Linked DNA regions of Mus musculus: all the other regions are linked to region 1. Evidence: chromatin contacts called from public promoter capture Hi-C data. All regions are on one chromosome and are shown on one strand. Each heading gives the region's core, a stretch centred on a gene start, on an enhancer-like site or on the middle of the called end of the contact. The rest is flanking DNA. Distances are from core to core; before and after follow the strand shown.

Region 1 (2,547 bases), core at 13-2,512:
AAATCACAAAGACTGAGGGGAGTCTAGCACAAGATTCCAGTAACACTCTATTGTCCTTTATCTTTACCTTTTCAGAGTTTCAATCTGTGCTCAGGCCTTAGGACTGGACTTCCTGCTGCAGTGTCTTAAGTGCTGGGGTCACAAGTGTGTACCTGTATCTCCTTCCACTTGATTTTTAGAAGAGATGTGATGTAGCTTGCTTGTGCCTAGACATCTCTCTAGGGATGGAATGAGGGAATCTACAGCATTTGGAAAAGATACTGTCAATTAAGCTGATAGGGTAAATTTCAGAAAGAAAGACAGAGTTAAGAAGCTTCTATTATTTGTGAGAGTTGAAGAAGCTGTGCGAAAAGATGAATGTGACAGTTAAAAGTCATTACTATACTTACACTTATTCATTAGGGGGCTGGAGAGATGGCTCTGTGGTTTAGAGCACTGACTGCTCTCCCAAAGGTCCTGAGTTCAAATCCCAGCAACCACATGGTGGCTCACAACCATCCGTAATGAGATCTGATGTCCTCTTCTGGTGTGTCTGAAGACAGCTACAGTGTACTTACATAGAATAAATAAATCTTAAAAAAAAACAAAAACAAAAACCACTTATTCATTAGGGAACAAACATTTGCTGGGTATACAAAAGATTCAACTAACAGTAAAAAAAAAACTTCCTTTAATCCCAGCACTGAGACAGGAGATTTCTCTAGAGCTGGAAGACCAGCCTGGTCTACATAGGCCAGCCAAGGAGACCCTGTCTCGGAAGGTAGTGGGGAAGAAGGAAGAAAAAGGAAAGAAAACTGCTTGTCAAGCGTCCAAAGGACTATTGGGGGAGGAGGGTTTGACTTCAAAATGTTAGAAAGCACAGGATCCCTGCAAGAGATATGGGGGCAGTTATTTAATGGCCAAGGACTGGAACTCCCGGGACTCCATCCCTGACTCTCGTTAATTTTGCCTCTTACAGGCTGGGAGATCTTCTCTCTGGACCGAACCCAGGCGAAGCTAAAGCCTGTCACAAACTGACCCAAGCCCGCTGCCCTGGAAACCACAACACCCATAAGCCTTCGGGGGCGCTCGTGCATTATGGGGCGCTCCGCATTTTCCTCCTAAAGCGGCCCCCTCAGGCTGAACTGTGGAAATTCCCCATCGTCCCCCGCGAGACACCAGAAACCCCCTCTTCCGCTCCATGCCCGGATATCAGTGGCCGTGGCCATAGAAACTGTCTGCTAGAGGCTCCTAAACTCGCTGTCCGGACCCTCATTTCCGCCGGAAGTGATCTGCAGTCCCAAGTGCCCGTCCTTCCCTGCACGCGCGGGCCCCGGGTGCCTAGTTCCCGGTCCCGGTCACCGAGTACTACCACAATGGCGGCAGCCACTCTATTGCGAGCGACGCCCCGCTTCAGCGGTGAGGGGGCGGGTTGGACGCAGGCAGCCCGGAGTTGCGAGGGGCGCGGAGGGTAGCTGGGTTCGGATCCCTGACTCCCAAGTGCCTTTCCCCGCAGGTCTCTGCGCCAGCCCGACCCCATTTCTGCAAGGTCGGCTGCGGCCGCTGAAGGCTCCCGCATCACCCTTCTTGTGTCGCGGCCTAGCTGTGGAGGCCAAGAAGACTTATGTACGCGACAAGCCCCATGTGAATGTGGGTACCATCGGACATGTGGACCATGGCAAGACCACCCTGACTGCAGCCATCACGAAAAGTGAGTAGGGTTGGGTTGGGTTGGAGGCGTCGGGCAATGTCCTGTCAGCTGGAAGAGTCAGAACTAGAGCGTAGGGTGGGTGTCTTGTAGTCCGCTGAACTTTAGCATGGCTCCAAGAGACACTTGGGACGAAGGCTGGTGGGAAGATGCAGGAGACAGGTTTCCCTGTACAGGAAGAGCTCTGTGAGGCATAAAATGAAAACTGTGAATGGTTTCCATCCAGTGTAGAGTGGTCTGTAAAGAGATGCTGTCAGCGAAGAATTGGAAGCGTCTGTGATGAGCACACACCTTAGGAAATTCTCTCACTGTCTTACAAAGTTATCTTTCCTAGAATTACATTTGAGATTTCCTAGAATTGAGATTTAACAGAGATTTATCCTTCCAGATTGTTTCTGTATGAGGGGTTCAGGCGTGTGCCCCGAGCCTTGTCTGTAGCTCTGACCCTGAGTTGAGAGGTGTGTTCTCTTCCTCCGGTAGTTCTAGCCGAGGGAGGTGGAGCTAAGTTCAAGAAGTACGAGGAGATAGACAATGCCCCAGAGGAGCGAGCTCGGGGCATCACCATCAATGCAGCCCATGTGGAGTATAGCACTGCTGCCCGACACTATGCCCACACAGACTGTCCTGGTCATGCAGATTATGTTAAGGTGAGGGTTGCTGGGGACAGCCAGCACCTGCTTCCGTTCAGTGGAGGTGTGAGGGGGGGAGGTTATAAAATAGTGGCGGTGTTTGAATATAAGAACAAGGATTTGTGGCTGTGGGTGGTGAAGACATGGCAGAGAGATGGAGATCTTCACAGCTACTTCTCATTAGAGGATGCATGTTGAAGAGGTCCCTGAACTAAGCTGACCTTCTTCCTC
Region 2 (2,547 bases), core at 36-2,535, 1.5 Mb after region 1:
ACATATGGCCTTTGGAAATGTAGCTTAGCTCAGCAAAAACATCCCAGAGAGTAAACACAAATACAAATTGTTTTTTCAAAAATTGTGTATACAAAGTCAGGAGCTAGATAATGTAGCTGGAAAAGATACCTCAGCTCTGCTCCAGGTCCATCACCAAGTAGGGATGTATTTCCTTCAAGGCCTGGAGGAGGGAGTCCTTGCAGGTCAGGTTCCAGGATGGAACAAAGCTGAAGAGCTTCCTCATCTTGTCTTGGCTGGTGGTCTCTGCACGAACTGCCTGGTACTGTCCTTCAGTCAGCACACTGCCATGCAAAGCATCCAGCACTCCGTCCACTTCTGTGACCCTGGCAATGAGTGCTTGCCTGTGCTGGTCCACAAAGTGTCCTGAGGGTGGAAGTGAAAGCAGTGTTTAAAACTGCTTCAAAATTTACTAACGCAGTTTTAGGGGTTGGAGAATCAAGGAAAGCCACCCACCATGACTACATAGGCAAAGATAGGCTGTGCAAGGGTGTGGTAGGGTGGGGAGGCCTCACCTGTTCTGGCTGTACTCTGAGCAGGGACACTGGCTGCAGCTGCCACAGCTCCAGACTCTGCAAAGAAATGCCAGGTGGATCTTTATCAACAGACTTTCAGGGGTTCACTCCCACTCCACCCACGGTGCTAAGTTCAAGGCTACAAAGGGAAGATTTTTTTTTTTTTTTTTTTTTTGGCTATGGCAGGAGGAACAGTTAAGCGCCAAAGAGGCAAGCCTCTGCTGGTGTGCAGGAAGTTGAGGGTAGACGAACAAGGGGACACACTCACCTTCTTTAGTCGTTTGCAGCTGCTCAGCCAGCTCCTGTAAGCCCATGTCTCTAAGCACAGTCATTGTGAGCTCCAAGCCATACGACTCCAGATAGTAGCTGACAAGTTTGTCAGTGAGATCTATGGCGTCCATCTGCAGCAGGGCCCCGCGTGGGATGCGCCCATAGCCTTCTCGCAGTTGCACTGTCAGCAGCTTCATCTTGAACTTTTTGAGTTCATCCCCTGACAAGTTTTCAAGAGCGTCCAGGATGGCATCTCGTGCCCGCCCCATGGCTCTGGGGTGGGCAGCCGCGGTCACCTTTTACTCTTGCTGCTGCTCGCCTGCTGCAGCCTGCCTGCTGCCAGCCCGCCAAGACCAGGAAGTCAGCTGCTTAGGCCGATGGGCATGCTGGGACTCCCCCACCCTCTTTTCTTACAGCTCCTGTTCTTTCCCCAGCAAACTAGTTTTGGTTTCCGCCCCTAAGACTTTCAGACTTGGCTTTTTGGCTAGGCTGAAGAAACTAGGTGGAGGTGGGTTGGTGGAGGAAGTGGGGTGGGGACAGAGGGTGGAGCTAAGTTGTTACTCTGGCAGGTCCGGAGATGCTGAGAGACTCAATAGAGCTTACTTGCAAACCAGCTGTTGCTGAAAAGCAACCTGTTTCTGTTGAGTTTCTTGGAGCATAGAGGTTTAGAATCTTGGAAATCTAGACGCCCCAAATTTTGTTTCCCCAGATCTTAGGATCCACTCACATGCCATTGAATATTAGAATTTTAACAGCTAGAACACTAAGCCCCTTGAATTCCACAGATTTGGACAAAATGAAGTGCGAAAGAGAGTGACTATGTCTTCACCTTAGTTTCTTTCAGCTAAAAGTTTTTGTCACTCCCATCTCTCAGCCTCACATCTGCTAGAAGGTGGGGGACCTGGGCTCATGATGGGTTGGGTTGGAAGGGCTAAGGCTTCTTGAAACCTTACCAAATGCCCCAGCTATTAAATATTTTGTAGTGTGATGACAACTGGAGTGTAGAGACCTGAGTAGACAGCTAGCTACCCCCTTACTCCTGGGCTGGTTAGGATGACCTTGGAGCCTGCTCTGTACCCAGAATTCCTAACTGGCTTTAAACATGGCTGGGGGTCTACTGGTCCATCCCAGTTTTGATCTAGTCAGTCTTGTTTTATACCACACTGCCAGTTTACCCTTATCTTCAAGCTCAGTTCCTCTGGAGTTGCTTTTTCAATTCTTTGCACATGCTGTTCCCTAAACCTTGAAATTGCTTCTCTCTCAGACAAATGCTTGGCTCCTCAACCCTCAGGTTAAATGTTACTTCCTCCGAGAGTCCAGTCTTAAGAGTCCTCCATCTACCCATCTAGATCATATTGCTGCTAGTGAACAAAGCTACTTTTTTGTAGCTCTTGTGCTTTTGTGGGGGAGGGGAGGCTAGGGAGGTTGTTATAATGCCCAGCATGTGCCAAGGGCCCGCTACCTAGTCACCACTTAATGCTTTGCCTATTTATTTACTTTAGATAACCTTGTTGTGTAAGCTAGGCTAGTCTTGAACTCCTGATCCTTTTTGCTCAGCCCCCTGACTGGTTGGAATTGGAATAGCAGGTGTATTCTACCACATCTGGCTTAAGGAGCCTCCCTCCTCTATACAGGATGCCATTCTGTAGCCCTGGCTGTCCTGGAACTCGAGATCCACGTGTCTGCATCGCAAGTGCTTGGATCAAGGTGTGTGCCACTAGGACCAGCAGAGTTTTAACTCTTG
Region 3 (2,547 bases), core at 18-2,517, 1.3 Mb after region 1:
GTCCTGGAACTCACTCTGTAGACCAGGCTGGCCTCCAACTCAGAAATCCACCTGCCTCAGCCTCCCAGGTCCTGGGATTAAAGACGTGTACCACCACTGCTCGGCTCAGAAGGAACATTTTAAAACTAGCCCAAGGGAGGTGTAACTAGGGTACTGGCCTAACACGCAGAAAGCCCTGAGTTAGATCTCCCAGCATGCTATAAACCGGTTATGGTGTGCACACCTGTAATTCCGGTACTCAGGAAATAGAGGCAAAAGGATCTGGAGTTCGAGGCCATCCTCCGTTATATAGCAAGTTCGATGTCATGCTGTCTGAAAAACAACAGGAGCCCGAATATAAAAGCGGGAAGGAACCGATCATTTCACTCTGTGCGTCGGTAGGCAAAGCGCCTGAGTCACCCCTCCTGGTTGTATTTTTCCACCTCCCACCCCTCCCAGGTTTTGGTGGATTCTAAGGGAAGCAGCCCGTTACGCCGGGCTCCGCACGCCTGGCCACGCCTCTCTCGTTAGCCCCGCCCACAACCGGATCGGCAGATTCGCTACCCGACTCCTTAGGATTATTTGGGCAGCTTTTCTTGTCTGAAAATTTTCAGGAAACGCCGAGAAGACTTCTTCCTTGTAACCATTTCGCACTAAGTAGGAAGTGTGCTGTTCCTTGAGTCGTTCTACTGAAAAAAAAAAAAATCCAGGACTAGAGGTCGACTCTGCCAACAGGGCTTGGCGAGCCAGGCGTCATTTTCTTGACTCTACAGCAGGTGAGAAGAGGTGACGGCCAAAGCCCAGGACGGTGGCGAATCTGCACTGCAGCCTCATAGGCATTCGGGCTGCGCAAGGAAGGGGCAGGGAAGAGGAGCCGAGGAGCGCGCATCCTGTCCACTCATTCGCCCCGCCCGCCTCGCGAATCTGCGTCGTTGGACGCGCCACTCAAATCTCCCGAGCTCTGGCTGGCGTCCTCCCCCTCGCTCCGCCCCCTTCCCTCAGGGGCTCGTCGCAGCTTTCGTCGCCGCCGATTCGCCAGGAACCCCAAGGCCGGAGCAGCTGGATCAGGGTGGTGCGGTCCACTCTCCGGGGAATGCGGCCCATCTTCAGGCTCCCTGGGCTACAACTCCCGAGCCTCGCAGGGCGCCGGCCGAGGCAAGGCCGCTACCCTCGGCCCCGTGGATCGCTCCGCAGTCCTTGTAGCGAAAGTGCGGATGCAGACGCTGTGCCCGCTGGGCCTCGCGCAGGTGGCGGTGGTGTTTGGTGCGCGCGCCGGGGAGGTGGTGGTGGGGGGGCGCCGCCGCCGCCACCGCTGCGGGGCCGGGTCTCGCGCTGCCGCCGCCGCCGCCGCCGCCTCACGCCGCTGAGGTGCTGCGCGCGGTGGGGGGAGGGTGAGCCGCTCGCCACGAGCGGGTGAGTAGGGCCCCGGCGCGCGTGCGCGCCGACGGGGTGGGGGGGGTGGACGACACCGAACGCGCCCGGGCGGGAGGAGAGGGCAGCGGCGCGCGTTACCTCCCCCCACCCCCCCGCCTGGATTCAGGGACCGAAGCTGGGTCTCAGATTCGGTCTCGCGGTGTTTCCAACGCCCCGAAGAGGTGCCACCTCTGGTTCGGAGGATCGGGGCGCGGGGACGCGAGCGGCTGTGTGGGAGCGGGAGCGGGGCTCGGCCCGGGCCGCTTGGCCGGTGAGGAGGCGGGAGGGGGCGGGGCCTGCGAGGGGACGGGGGAGGGGTCTTGCGTGGAGGCCAAGTGGGGCGCGCTGGGGAGAGCGGGAAGGTAAGGGGGCGCGAGATGGGCCTGGGCCCTGAGGGTAGAATTGGGGATGGAGAGGAATGGAGTGCCATAGTGAGCCCAGCTCCTCAGGGCAAGATCTGAGGGAGCCACGGGTCATGCTGAGGTGTCGGGGACTGGACTGATGTGAGACCCTGGAATCGGGGCTAGACATTGAGGGGACAGCAAGGGAGTCAGGCCTAAGTCGTGGACTCCCATTCCGTATCCCTCTTTTCCTGACAGTGTAAATGAGCAAAGATGGACCAGGAAGGTGGGGGAGACGGGCAGAAAGCCCCGAGCTTCCAGTGGCGGAACTACAAGCTCATAGTGGATCCTGCTTTGGACCCTGCTTTGCGCAGGCCTTCCCAGAAGGTGTACCGCTATGACGGAGTCCACTTCAGTGTCAGTGTGAGTGCCCTCGAGCCTTTCTTGACTTATTTGGACCTCCAATCTCCCCTCCCCGCTTCCCCCTGTTCAGTATTCAACACCCAGACTTCCTATACCTGTAGTTTGGTTTTTTGAGAATGAGCAAGCTCTCCCAGCTCTTCTGTATGTTGGCTTCTACATGGGCTTTATAGAGTCAGTAGGCTGGTGAATTTTCAGCCTGGTTTCATCTCTTCCTGCTTTCTTTGTTAGGACTCAAAGTATACCCCCGTGGAAGACCTCCAGGACCCCCGCTGTCATGTCAGGTCCAAAGCCAGAGACTTTTCCCTCCCGGTTCCTAAGTTTAAGGTGAGTGCCTGCTGGTCTCCCTGCATGTTGGTCCTTGGAGAGTGTCAAGGACCCTGGGCTTCACACA
Region 4 (2,547 bases), core at 30-2,529, 1.1 Mb after region 1:
GGTTCCTTTGTTTGCAACCAAGAGAAATCAGCATTTAGACTTTATACTAGCTTCTGTTTTGGGGGTCCTTTTAGAAATCAATACTGGAAAATATAAAATTATTTTTTAATCTGTTTTTCACCATTGCCCAAATTTTACCTGTAGTTCTTCCTCTAGTTCCAGATTTCATATTCTCATAGGAAGACTCTTCGGTTCCTAATTATATGAATACATTATTTTGACTAATTTCAGAATAATTATCCCCTGTGTACCAACAACAAACCTACTTAGGAAAGTTCAAAACTATTTTTGCAAGTTGTTAAAGTTAAGCTTGATGAGGAAAGGCTCTACAGTGACAGAAAGCAAAAACACTAAATTACTTGGTTTCCTTATAGAAAAAGCTGTTAGAAAATCATGCTGTAATCTAGGCGTCCTGAGCCTTAAATCCCAGCACTCAAACTGACTGATCTTTGGAGTTCCACCCCAGCCTGGGATACACAACGAATCCCTGACTAACAAGGGCTACATAGTGAGACACCGTCTAAAAAAACAAAAATTATCATTTCTCTTTTGCTGGACTGTAACCTTGAGGATTTGCTTTTTTCTTTGCTGTTACTCCAGAACCTTGGTTTTAGGATATGTCTGGCTTTGGAATTACTCTAGGCAGGACCTTAACAACCTTGTGTACTTAATGCAGGAGGGTCTGGGAGCAAGACGGTAGGAGTCTGTGACCCCAGGATGATGGACACTATCCTGAAAGCTCTAGTCAGGACCAAACGGCCAAGCTGCATATGCATTTTGTTTTGTTGTGTTTCTCAAAACAGTTTCTCTGTATAAACAGCCCTGCCGGTCCTGGAACTCACTTTGTAGACCATGCTGGCCTCCATCTCAAGAGATCCATCTGCCTGCCTCGCCTCCTAGTGCTGGGATTAAGCGTGCATGACCACACTTGTCTACACGCAGGTTTCCACAAAAAAAGGAATTTTGGAACAGGCTCTTACTATAATAAATGAGGATTCCAGAAGGAAACTAAAAGGGCCTTGTCCGAGGGCACGGTGAGGTAGTGCGGAGACATCACATTTCCGGTAACCTAACTTCCGTGTCTCTTTACAGACCAGCAGCACCAGGAGAGAAAAGCAAGTGCTACATGTTGATTGGCTGTTTTTCAGGCTCCTCCTCATGGTGGAGACCTTTTGGGGACTTCTAGCGCCAACGGCCTTGTCCGCCCTGGAATCCCGTCTTCCTATTGGACTGCCATTTTCCAATCGGAGGGTTTCTAATCCCTAGTTCTCAAACAGCAGGGGCCATTGGCTGCAATGATGGGGGCGGTGCCTTAGGTCGCTGTGGGAGCCTTACAGGTTAAAGCAAAGGAACAAACATAAACCAAGCAGCTGAGGGTCTTTGCGCAGGTTAGACTGTTCCCTCCTCACCCCCCTCCCCCCACCCTCCCTTCCCCCTCCCCGCTCGCACGGGTCATCCTGCTCGAGACCCCCGCGCCCCTCCCAGTGGACGCCAAGTGCGCTTGCGCGGTAACAGCCGCCCGCACTTGTGCCATTTCCCCCTTCTTCCGAGCCACCTTTCCCCCCTCCCGCCCTTCCCTATCCTCTTCCCTGCCCTGCTTCCCTCCCTCCCCCCTAGGCCCTTCGTTGTGGTCTCCCCGGTCCTGATCCTTCCCCTACCCCACCCCCAACCCCCAGGACCCTGGCGCCCCAGCCGCAGGTGCTGCGCCCCCGGGAGCCACGATGTGCATCCTCTCAGAACCTGTGGGCCTCCTTGCCCTCACTGCCCTCCGTTTCCTCCTCCCAGGCCCCCACATCCCTCAGAATGACGTTGGACGTGGGGCCGGAGGATGAACTCCCTGACTGGGCTGCGGCCAAAGAGTTTTACCAGAAGTACGACCCTAAGGACATCATTGGCAGGTGAGCCTTCACAGCTGAAGCATACACCGGCCCAGTGTAGTCAGCTCCCAGCCAGGAAATAAGGCTTCCTTCTGAAGACTGGATAGTTAGGAAGTGGACAGTGGAAAACAGTTAGTGACTTGGCTAGTATTCCGAGTTAACCCGCATTTTTTCCTCTATTCATCTATATTGTCAACAATTGTTTGTGGTCCAGACAACGGGAAGGTAGAAAATACCCATCACGTGAGCATTTCAAAGGTATCTAGTTCGAGAAGTAGGGGTCTGTAGAAAAGATGCTTGGAGCTGGGCGGTGGTGGTGAATGCTTTTGATCCCAGCAGAGGCAGGTGAATCTCTGTTGAGTTGACACCAGCCTGGTTTACAGAGGAAGTTCAAGGACAGCCAGGACTACACAGAGAAACCCTGTCGGGGAGGGGAGCAGGGATTGCTACTGTGATCGCCACCACAGATGCTTTATGGTTTAGTTTCAGAAGCATAGTGTATTGGTTATGTTGTGTTAAGCACCAAGAACACCGGGTGAGGGAGTGACAGAACAGGAACCCTGAGGAAGTTTCTGTCTTGGAAATGTTTCTATCTTTACATAATGAAAAAAAGATAAAGGTCGAAAGGAGCGTTAGGGGAAAAAATAAGTAGGCAGTAGGATTCAATCAA
Region 5 (2,547 bases), core at 15-2,514, 1.0 Mb after region 1:
CACACACCTTTAAAGTACTAAAGTGAAAAAAAGCAACACATAGTTACTATAAGATTATATGCATATCCTTTTTTTTAGACAGGATAATCTTGAACTTTAGAATATTAGTGTGTGTGTGCTCTGTGTGGTTGTTTGTATTGACTTATGCAACAGCACAGGTTGGCCTCAACCAGTAAATTGGGATTGTGCATTTATGCTACCATACCTAGCTGTAAAGAATCTTTCTTCCAGTCTCTATTCAACTTCCATTTCCCCTCAATAGCTTCTCCTCTGTCCATCGCTGATTTATTTTTATCCTGTTTTCTTAATTATTAGTTATGTTTTGGGGCAGGGTCTTGTTATGTAACCAATGGCTCAAAATCTTCCTTGGAACCGTTGTAGATAATAAATGCATCCTTAAAATCGGAAGGGAGTATCAGATTCTCTAAGAGATTTTTTCCCCCCTAGACACAGGAATTTTTCTCTGTAGCTTTGGTTGTCCTAGAGCTAGCTTCATAGACCAGGATGGCTCTGAAGTCAGAGATTCGTCAGCCTCTATTGGGATTAAAAGCCATGAGCCACCACCACCCAGCCTTTTTTTCCTTAAGGATTTTTATTTGACTTGAATGGGAGTTTTACTTGCGTGTATGTCTGTGCACCGTGTTTGTGTATTGCTCTCTGAGGCCAGAAGAGGGTGTCGGATTCCTTGGAACTGGAATAACTGTTAGGAGCTTCTTTAGTGTGGAGATAGAATGTCCTCTCAAAGTGGAAGCAGCCAATATTCTTAATCACTGAGCTATGTTCTCAACCTCTCAAAATAGTTCTTAAATGTAAAAGACTGCAAACCTATGGTACTTGTATTTGAGAGTTCTTGGGAAAACCGGTGTTACAAAGTCAACCGCAGCTGGTAGTGGTGGTGCATACGTTCATTCCAGGCAGACGCAGGAGCAACTTTGTAAGTTTAAGGTTAGCTTGATCTACATAGCGAGTCCATGTCAGCCAAGGCTACATTGTTAGACCTCACCTTTCAAAAACAAAAAGTAACTGCTGTAGGAATCAGTAGGTCTAAGCTCTTCTACTCATTTGTTTCATTTCACTGGGTGATATGTAAGAACAAAAACTCCGAAATCCAAAGGGTGGTCCCAGTGGGCAGCTGCAATGCAGCACGAGTTTCAGACCTATTGAAGCGTGCTGGGCCAGCATGGAGCCTCGGAGCGAACTACAACTCCCACCTTGCTTTGCGCCGCACAGTCCTACGCTAGCACGCGAGCCTACCCGCCCCTTCAGCCTCCAGTTACTGTGTATCGCGAGAAGACGGGCCGCTCTGGCGGTAGCGATAACGAGCCTTGGTGGTGGTGGTAGTGGTGGTGCTAGTGGCGGTGGCGGCCGAGACGGCGGCGGCCATTTTGGTGAGGCCTCGGGAGCAGCGGAGGCGGCGGCGGGGTCGCTGGGAGTAGCGTCTCCTTTTTCTTCAACTCACCAAGCACCTCTTCGCGGCGTGACTGGAAGCGGTGGGAGCATCGGGGTGGCTCGTGTTACGGCCCTTAGGGGAATTTAAAGTGGTGAAGGCGGCGACCAAGAGGGGGCCCTCCCCCCTCCTCGGCGGGAGGGGGGGTGGTGAGCACGCCCCCGAGGACGCAGGTAAGGAGAGGGAGACAAGATGGCGGAGGCCCCACACTTTCCCCTCCCCTGACGGGTGCCTGCGCGCGCATCTGCGAGCGCCGCTTCCCACCTTCCCGGGGTGCTGCGCGCGCACCGCCCGGCGGGGCCCCGGGGCTGGCGAGCGAGGTTGCCTGCGCGCGCTCCCGGAGCCGGGGGTGGGGGGGAGGGCGTCGGGCCGAGCGGCACCTGGTGTCAGAGCGGCGCCTCGCCCCCCTCCTGCCCTTCTGCGCACGCGTGCGCGAACGAGCAGCCCTCGAGAGGACGGACCCAGGTGCGCTTCTGCCCGCCCACCAACCTGCCTCCCCTCGGGGGCGCGGACGAGGGAAAGGGGTGCACGGGACGAGTAGTCCGGGCGCGCGCCCACCATAAGCCATTTAGGAGCCCGAGACTTGGCGCACGAACCCTTCCTTCCCGAGCTCTTTGCGGTCTGTGGATGTGGGGGCGCCGACGGACGCGGACATCTGAGTCCTGTGACCCGGTCTATGGGATCGGGTTCTGGCGGGAATCCCCCCCTCCTCCCCTCCCCAATCTGGCCGTGCGCGCCGCCGGCTCACCCCGCCTCCGGGCCGCGCACGCGCCGGCGCCTCCCCCAGCCGGTCGAGCACGTTGGGTGGGGTGGGCGACCGCGAGGGGGCGGGGCCGCCGTCTGAGGAGTCAAAACTTGGCAGAGGTCAAGGGTCATGCTGGGTCAGTCCACTGCGGGGGGGGTGGGGGGGTATTGGGAGGTCATAAAGAAGGCTGGAGTCCATAGTTGGGGCCTCATGGTTTTGGATTACCTCCAATCCTTGGAATTTCTGAAGGGTGAATCAAGGCAGCACAACACCTAGATAAGGAATTAACTAGGCAAATGCTTCCGGATCTTGAATACTTTATTAACCCTGCTTGTTTCCGGCTGTTAGGGCTCCT

Evidence for each region. Promoter capture Hi-C pulls out the DNA fragments that hold promoters and counts their contacts. Capture Hi-C pulls out chosen DNA fragments and counts their contacts.
Region 2: a promoter capture Hi-C map of liver shows a contact between it and region 1, with 4 times the contacts expected there. The contact joins the promoter of Pycard here to the promoter of Tufm in region 1. A contact is called at or near these places in 1 of 39 promoter capture datasets (liver) and 1 of 9 other capture datasets (liver).
Region 3: a promoter capture Hi-C map of liver shows a contact between it and region 1, with 3 times the contacts expected there. The contact joins the promoter of Setd1a here to the promoter of Tufm in region 1. A contact is called at or near these places in 3 of 39 promoter capture datasets (the 3T3-L1 cell line, hematopoietic stem and progenitor cells and liver), 1 of 115 datasets of contacts at active chromatin or transcription factors (thymic regulatory T cells) and 2 of 9 other capture datasets (adipose tissue and liver).
Region 4: a contact with region 1 is called in a promoter capture Hi-C map of hippocampal neurons, with 2.1 times the contacts expected there. The contact joins the promoter of Phkg2 here to the promoter of Tufm in region 1. A contact is called at or near these places in 4 of 39 promoter capture datasets (cranial neural crest, hippocampal neurons, liver and 1 more), 1 of 484 Hi-C or Micro-C datasets (B cells), 1 of 115 datasets of contacts at active chromatin or transcription factors (stem cell-derived neural progenitor cells) and 2 of 9 other capture datasets (adipose tissue and pancreatic islet).
Region 5: a contact with region 1 is called in a promoter capture Hi-C map of liver, with 3 times the contacts expected there. The contact joins the promoter of Srcap here to the promoter of Tufm in region 1. A contact is called at or near these places in 3 of 39 promoter capture datasets (hippocampal neurons, liver and pre-B cells), 1 of 484 Hi-C or Micro-C datasets (cortical neurons) and 2 of 9 other capture datasets (adipose tissue and liver).

What each region holds. Positions count from the first base shown.
Region 1 is chr7:126,486,093-126,488,639 of GRCm38.p6, forward strand. It overlaps Tufm (Tu translation elongation factor, mitochondrial), which reads left to right and starts at 1,263. Exons shown (of 10, transcript NM_172745.3): 1 at 1,263-1,398; 2 at 1,496-1,690; 3 at 2,168-2,334. The coding sequence starts at 1,356. It overlaps Gm46001 (a long non-coding RNA gene), which reads right to left and starts at 422. Exons shown (of 3, transcript XR_001778288.1): 1 at 390-422; 2 at 68-239.
Region 2 is chr7:127,992,582-127,995,128 of GRCm38.p6, forward strand. Pycard (PYD and CARD domain containing) reads right to left here and starts at 1,286. Exons shown (of 3, transcript NM_023258.4): 1 at 802-1,286; 2 at 534-590; 3 at 1-384. The coding sequence starts at 1,072. The coding sequence ends at 131.
Region 3 is chr7:127,776,122-127,778,668 of GRCm38.p6, forward strand. It overlaps Setd1a (SET domain containing 1A), which reads left to right and starts at 1,268. Exons shown (of 19, transcript NM_178029.3): 1 at 1,268-1,392; 2 at 1,992-2,156; 3 at 2,385-2,480. The coding sequence starts at 2,007.
Region 4 is chr7:127,572,069-127,574,615 of GRCm38.p6, forward strand. Phkg2 (phosphorylase kinase, gamma 2 (testis)) reads left to right here and starts at 1,280. Exons shown (of 10, transcript NM_026888.3): 1 at 1,280-1,388; 2 at 1,786-1,898. The coding sequence starts at 1,804.
Region 5 is chr7:127,510,719-127,513,265 of GRCm38.p6, forward strand. It overlaps Srcap (Snf2-related CREBBP activator protein), which reads left to right and starts at 1,265. Exons shown (of 34, transcript NM_001304266.1): 1 at 1,265-1,620. 1700008J07Rik (RIKEN cDNA 1700008J07 gene) reads right to left here and starts at 2,151. Exons shown (of 1, transcript NR_024331.1): 1 at 1-2,151.